2 separate regions of the Gossypium arboreum genome follow, and region 1 is linked to region 2. A link is a contact called in public Hi-C data. All regions are on one chromosome and are shown on one strand. The core of a region is the stretch at or near the end of the contact, and the rest is flanking DNA. Distances in the headings are between cores, read along the strand shown.

Region 1 (3,425 bases), core at 463-2,962, 170 kb before region 2:
TAGTCATTACTGAGATTGGAGAAAAGTTGGATGAGCCTATAAAATTTAATTAGCATTTCAATAATTACCAGGCAGAGAAAAAGGACAAGCAATCTAATATTCAATATGAGAATCCAATGATTCTCACTAACCACAGTGACATACATGGCATACTTCGACAGAAGGAAGAACCTAATAACTAGTCCTACAACAAGGCCATAAATTGGGTGTACTTACAACTAAAAATGCTAGCACCCTGCACCAAACAAGAACTGTGTAGATCTTTTTGGTCTTGAAGATGAAAGGATGGAAAGTCCACTGCAAATAGAGCAACTCACATGTTAGAAGCGGAGAAATAAAAGAACTGCAATTTCGTCCACTAGAAAAGTGAGAACTGAACACAACTAATGAAATAAATAGAAAAGTAAAGGAAGAAAAGCCAACAACATCAGAATAACTTTACCAATAGAAATGATAAAAAGACACAGGTGAACACTGTCTCACTGATATAGCCTTTATCTTGCCCAAGCTCCTAAATATAAAAGAAAATTAAATATAAGAAGACATTTCACCAAATAACTGACATATAATAGAGACAAACAAAGAGCAAAATCAAAAGAAAGTTGTTCTTACTGGAAGAATGAAAAAACCAAGATCCTGAAGTGTTGGCCCTGGCCGGTGTAAATAATGAACTCCTCGGGCAGCTAGACCATGAATATACTGCAGGGACAAAGCCATATTTTAGACCCACATCCTTCTAAGATGATCCAAAACTTCGAGAGAAGCAATGAAAAATGTAGCATATACTAAAGCTCAAACAATATGCAATATAATCTGTATGAACCATGATATAGATTTGTCTTATTTCTCCCGGTTATAGTTAACCAGATCTTACTTTTTAAAAAAAAAAAAATCAAAACAAGCAGCTCTGTTTTTTTTAGAAAAGATGCTAGCTTTTCCACTCCCCCATTTACTACTTAAAATGCAAAAATTGGTAAGAGAAAGAAATCAATCAACTTTGGGAATTATTCAAACTCAAACAAATAGATTGAAAATAGAAATGAAACCTGAAAAATTAGACCAGCAAGAAGGTATTTCCAATTGTCTAGAAGAAGGTTGATCTCTGTAGTTGTCTCTGCACAAATTCTCTTCCACAACTAGAAACAAAAAATCAAATCAAATCAAATCAAAATCCCTTATAATTTCCATTCCCCAATACAAAGAACATAAAGAGGGGGGGGGGGGGGGGAACCTTTGAAGCTTCGCGACCAATGTAAAGCGTCATCTTGATGTCGTGTAACAACGAGTTCCATAGTAGTTCAAAGCCCACCGGTTAAGGTCAACATCTCTAAAATTCAAAACCGCTCAATTTTTGTGCAAATCCCCTTTTTAACAAAAACCTTAACCTCCCCAAAATTTAAAAAAATATGAATAAAAGGTAGCAAATTTTATTAATGTTTCTCCCTTTTGTTTTCCACCAACAAAAACCAACTTCAAATCCAGCACAAGTGTAAACCCCGCCGCCGCCGCCGCCGCCGATTAATCGATTCTTCGAGGGATCAAAGACTGGCGATCCAGGATGAGGATGGGGAACCAAGGAAGAGAAAGAAAATGAAAATAGAGAAAAAGGTTGAAATAAAAGACTTGTTGGGCTTCAATATAAATGAACCGAGTGTTCAAATTTGTGAAAATTAATTTAAAAGGAATGATAAAAAGAAACTTCGCCGCAACTATATTTTTATATTTTGTCAACATTTCAATTTATTTGTTTGTTTACTTAAATGCCCTTCCGGTGGTGGGTGAGACATTCACGGCCGTCTCCACTTTCCAGAATTTCCCTTTGATTTTAGATTCACTTAACTGAAATTTTAAAATTTGTAATTAAAACAAAGTGTGTATTGATGGGAACGCATTTTAACCAAGTTAAAATCATATATATATATATATATATTATCAATTTTATAGTTTATGAATGAAAATGCAAATCAAATTTTGTTTTAAAATGCATTCAACTATTATCACACTAAGTTTAAAGATATGGCTTCAATTTCATGTCCTCTACTTTACCCATTCCCAATACCACATAAAACTTTTTATTTAAAAATCATAATAGGAAGCACAATTTGTAAGATCAACCAAACTAACTTTTACCATTTTTATCATGAAATAAATCGTTAATGACTATTTTTTACATATTTGAATTTTTTTTTAGTTTTAGAGGTTTATTTTTAATTTAATTTTAATTAATAATATTATTAAATAAATTTAATTAAATTAAATTAGATCACATTTTAAAAAAAATTCATTTGCATAATGTAAGCTTAAATAATAATAATAAAATTATTAAATTAAAATTGTCTCAATTATTAAAATACAAAAATAATGAGACTAAATCCATAATATTAAAGTAGAGGAATCAAACTTTAATATAATTAAATTTTATTTTATTATATATTTTTCAAAATTTTACTAATATAAAGTAATTATAAATTATAAATATAAATACATGTTTGACCAACTATAATGTAAAATGAATTAATATAATGTATAACAAATAAAAATTAAACAAAATGCACGCACATGATAAAAATCCATACATCATAACTATAAATGATAAGACTGAAATTGACACTTGCAATGTCCAAAATCTTTATCTTTATCAACTATGTATTATTTATATATTGTAAGAATTTATTATATACATTGATGAAGTATATAACATATTCATTTGGTATATACAGCGTTTTTATTGAGAAAGTGGCGGAGTGCCATATGGATGCAAGCGGTCATAAAATAGTGAGAGTCAATGGTGGTTATTGCCAGCGACGGTCGAAGCTTCCTCACAGTCGAGGTGCGTTTGGGATATTTTATGGCCAAACCCCACTAAACAATACAAAACAAAACAATGAATCAACAAAGGCAGGAGAGGGAAAGTGCGTTTTGAAGAATCAAAATTTCCAGAACGAAAAACAGAAAAAGGGGCCATTTTTTGTAGTTGGCAAAGACACAAAACCGCCAAGCCCGCTCTTTTCCCGAAACGTGTTGATGTCGACTTGTCTATTTGTCCTCTTTATCACTAACAATAACCAAATCCCCTAATCTGCCTTGATTATAACATTTTAGATCAACTTAAACATTATTTAATTAGTTTTTTTTTTTTAAAATTTAAAACAAATTCCGTGGTAGGGTAATGTTGATTCTTTTTTCTGGAAGGTCTTCACTGAAATTTTTAATTATTTTCGAAATTTTTCAAAATATCAATAAAGTTATTATGATCGTTTTGCATTTAATTTAGTCTTTAAACTAATAAAATTAACTTAAAATTTTTTAATTAACGTTAATCGTTATAGCATTGATGGAGAAAAATTATTTTTTATTAATGTGGCAATGTCACTTTAACAATTGTTGTTAATATGAAATGTCACATCAACGCCATTAATAACCAT
Region 2 (3,490 bases), core at 760-3,259:
CCTCCTTATTTTCACCCAAATAACCATTTCATTTCATCTTCTTAACCCTGTACTTTTATACTACAATTTCATTTCACTATAGCAAACTAACATCTTTTTCTCCTACAACTACCCAAAAAGAGATCATGAAAACCCAACCACCGACAGCTGCTCAATATGTCCATTCCTGAGGTAACGCAACTTCGCGGTTTATTCCTTGATGTTGCCTGAAATTGCGCTGCTTCTGGTTCCCACCACTTCCAAGTTTCAAAGCAGCATCTACAAATATAGATAACGACTAAATCAGTCGTATAACTACAAAGTGATTCATAAAGTAGAATGCCTAATTAGATTGGCTTTTTACCAATTTCGGCGGTGAAATTAGCGTTCAACCGAGGATTAAGCTGGGGCTGAGCACCAAGCCCATCAAGATTTAAGTTCAAGGCCTGAACCACTCTAGCTGGAAGCAGAACAGTAGGACAAGCTGCCAATATAATAAAAACAAAATAAGATCCTGTCAAAGAAACCCAAGAGAGAAAAATGCATTTTTATTGCAAAAGGAGAATAGGTAAGGACCTGGCTTCTTGCGGGGTTCAGAAGGTGCACCAATACGGCGAGGCAAGAAAACGCCAGTTCCAGCACATTCCCTTTTTCCAGTTGGATTGCCCAAGAAAACTGCCCTCATACCCGACCCGTTTGGCGTCTGGGTTTGCTGCTGCAGAGGGGTCCATGCAGATTGGGACAAACCCATAGGCCTATTGCTACTATTATTACTCCTCACTCTGCTTTGGACCACATGGTTATGGTGGTGCGAATGCAGCTGCTGCTTTTGTCCTGCCCAAACCGATGCATTTTGTTGTTTCATTAGCAACTGTTGCTTCAGCATCTGAAACTGAGACATAACAGAAAACGACCAAATTTATATACTTAAAGAGGGAAAAAAACAATCCAAGTAAAACATTTCTAGGTCTGGTTTAAGGTTTTTTACTTGAGCGGCCTGTAGTTTCTGGTGAGCAAGAGACTGAGTAGGCAGGTAAAAGCCAGTAACATCGGCGTTCGGTGAGAACTTCCTTGCCGAAGAACCTAAGAGGCCTCTGTTGTTGAGCCCACCGTATGATTCTTCACTCATTCGCATCCTTGCAACTTCCTCTGCCGCCGCATACAGCAAATCCCATGTTCCCGGCGGTGACGGAACTCGGGATTGGCAAGTAGGGCTTCCACGGCTAGACCCTTGCATGCAACCGCACCCGCTCCTTGATACACATAAGGTTGATTGCGGCGAACTGGACATGACCCGACCCTTAAAAAAGCAAAAATAAAAATAAAACTAAAATAAGAAACCGTCCTTGAATCAAATAACTTAGTGGAGAAGTTGAGTGTTAAGTTCTTCAATAGACCTTAGGGTTTTCAGAAGCAAAGGCACGGACGTTTCTGCGAATACCGTCTTCGAGGGTAGAGTGAGCCATTTGACGAGTTAACCCAGCAAGATAATCTTCTTCGTCACTCTCTGTCTCAGTAGAACCCACCACTGACTCAACCGGAGAACTTGGATCCGAAGAGAAACCCAAAGACCCAAACCCATAAGGGAACTCGTAGGGAAACAAAGACTTAGAACTGTCAAGCTCTAATCCAAAACCACCATCAACATACTTGGGATTGCTCTTAGCCTTACTATTGTCGATGCCCAAGTCGTCGTCGGTTAAAAACTGAGGTGGAAGCCAAAACTCAGCGTCGTCTAAAACCTGCGCCATGAGAAAGAAAAGCAAAGCTAAAGAATGAAGATATCAGAGAAAGGACACCAAAAGGGAAGAAATTGATGAGTAGAGAGTAATGGATGGTTGCTGCTTGGTTAAGATTTAATAATAAGCAGTTGCATCTCTGTTTTGGTGGCCATGGCAGAGTTCGGGGCCCACCAAAAAAATATATTTTTTAAGAAAATGCCCTATTCACAACTGAGCAAAAAGTGGAGAGGTGGGGAGAAAGAGGTGAGAAATGGGGGGATTTTCAGTGAGAAAAAGCAATGAAAGAGAAGATTACAGAAAAAGCGGGGATGAGTTTCCCACTCGGTGATATAGGAAGGTTGGAACACGCTCCTACTATATTGTAGGGTCCATGGAGGGAGCTGCAGGCTTGCATCCAGGTAAGTGGGGCCAATTCAAAATATAGGAAGCACTTGAACCAGCATGTGACAGGGCCACCATTTTCTTTTTCTATTTTTAATTCCATCAAGCCGTTTTTTAAGGCTAAATTGCTTAATTAGATGCAAAACAAAATCTAATTTTTCTTTTTCTTTTTTAATTTCAATACCTTGAACCCAGGGGCTATGCTTTCCACTTGGCAGTCCAGGGAGTCATTCACCATCTATATTTAATTTTTGTTTATTATATTTTTATAATTATATACTTACATAATTTAAATTTTTGAAAAATCTTACTTATTATAAGAAATTATTATTATGATAGTAAAAAATAGGGTTTTTACTAAAATATTATAAAAAATAAAATAATATACAAAATAATATATTTAAAATTATGTACCAAAATAGTATATTTAGGATAGTTACGCTTGGTGCATAAGCGACACTACTTTACTCGACACAAAAAAACTATTAAAAAATATTATTATATTTTAAAAAAATAAAATCTATAAAAAAAATTGATGTGATATTAGTGAAGGGCAAGCCAGAGGTGACACTGGTGAAACTTATACCATAAGTGGCACCTACACCTCCAAACCTCTTCCGTCTCTGTTTAAGTTAAAAAAGCTATCATGAATTTTTTAAGCAATATGTTAAAGAAAAGTAATATTATTTCTGTTAAAAAATAATATGTTAAAAATCTATTAAAAATAAAATTTACTTTTAATAGTTACATTTTTTCAAATTGATATTTATTTATTTTTAAGTTAAATTAAACTAATTTTAAAATAATTAGATTGTTATTTTAAGAAAATATTATATTTTAGAAATTAAAATACAAATCACATTTCACATGGACATTCAAAATTAAAAATAATAATACAAAATCCATGTGAAATGTGATGTGTATTTTAATGTCTAAAATATAATATTTTATTAAAATAACAATTTAACTATTTTAAAAATTAGTTTAATTTAACTTAATAATAAATAAAGATTAATTTGAAAAAATGTAAATATAAAGGTCAATTTTATTTTTATTTTTAACAGTTTTTTTTAACATATTACTATCTTTTTAATGAAATAATATTATTATTTTTAACATATTGCTTAAAAATCCATGATACAATTTTTTAACTTAAATAGAGCTGGAGGGGTTTGGGGGTATGGTGTCGCCTATGGCATAGGCTTCACCAAGTCTGCCTCTCGCTTGCCCTACACCAAATGTCACATCAATTTTTTAATGACTTTTATTTATTTTAAATATAATAGTTTTTTTTTGACAATTTTTTGTGTCGTAGTAAGGTGGTGCCGCTATGCACCGGGCATAACCACCTTAAATATATCATTTTGGTACATAATTTTTAAATATAC

The links. A called contact is a pair of places that touch in the nucleus more often than the background predicts.
Region 1: a contact with region 2 is called in a Hi-C map of leaf, with 2.5 times the contacts expected there. The contact joins the promoter of LOC108458926 here to the promoter of LOC108458149 in region 2. A contact is called at or near these places in 2 of 5 Hi-C or Micro-C datasets (both in leaf).

The regions. Positions count from the first base shown.
Region 1 is chr4:107,363,570-107,366,994 of ASM2569848v2, reverse strand. LOC108458926 (phosphatidylinositol:ceramide inositolphosphotransferase 1-like) reads right to left here and starts at 1,712. Exons shown (of 12, transcript XM_053026457.1): 1 at 1,232-1,712; 2 at 1,047-1,136; 3 at 613-699; 4 at 443-511; 5 at 217-297. The coding sequence starts at 1,264.
Region 2 is chr4:107,197,097-107,200,586 of ASM2569848v2, reverse strand. It overlaps LOC108458149, which reads right to left and starts at 2,009. Exons shown (of 5, transcript XM_017757435.2): 1 at 1,377-2,009; 2 at 968-1,279; 3 at 556-871; 4 at 344-463; 5 at 1-258. The coding sequence starts at 1,730. The coding sequence ends at 152.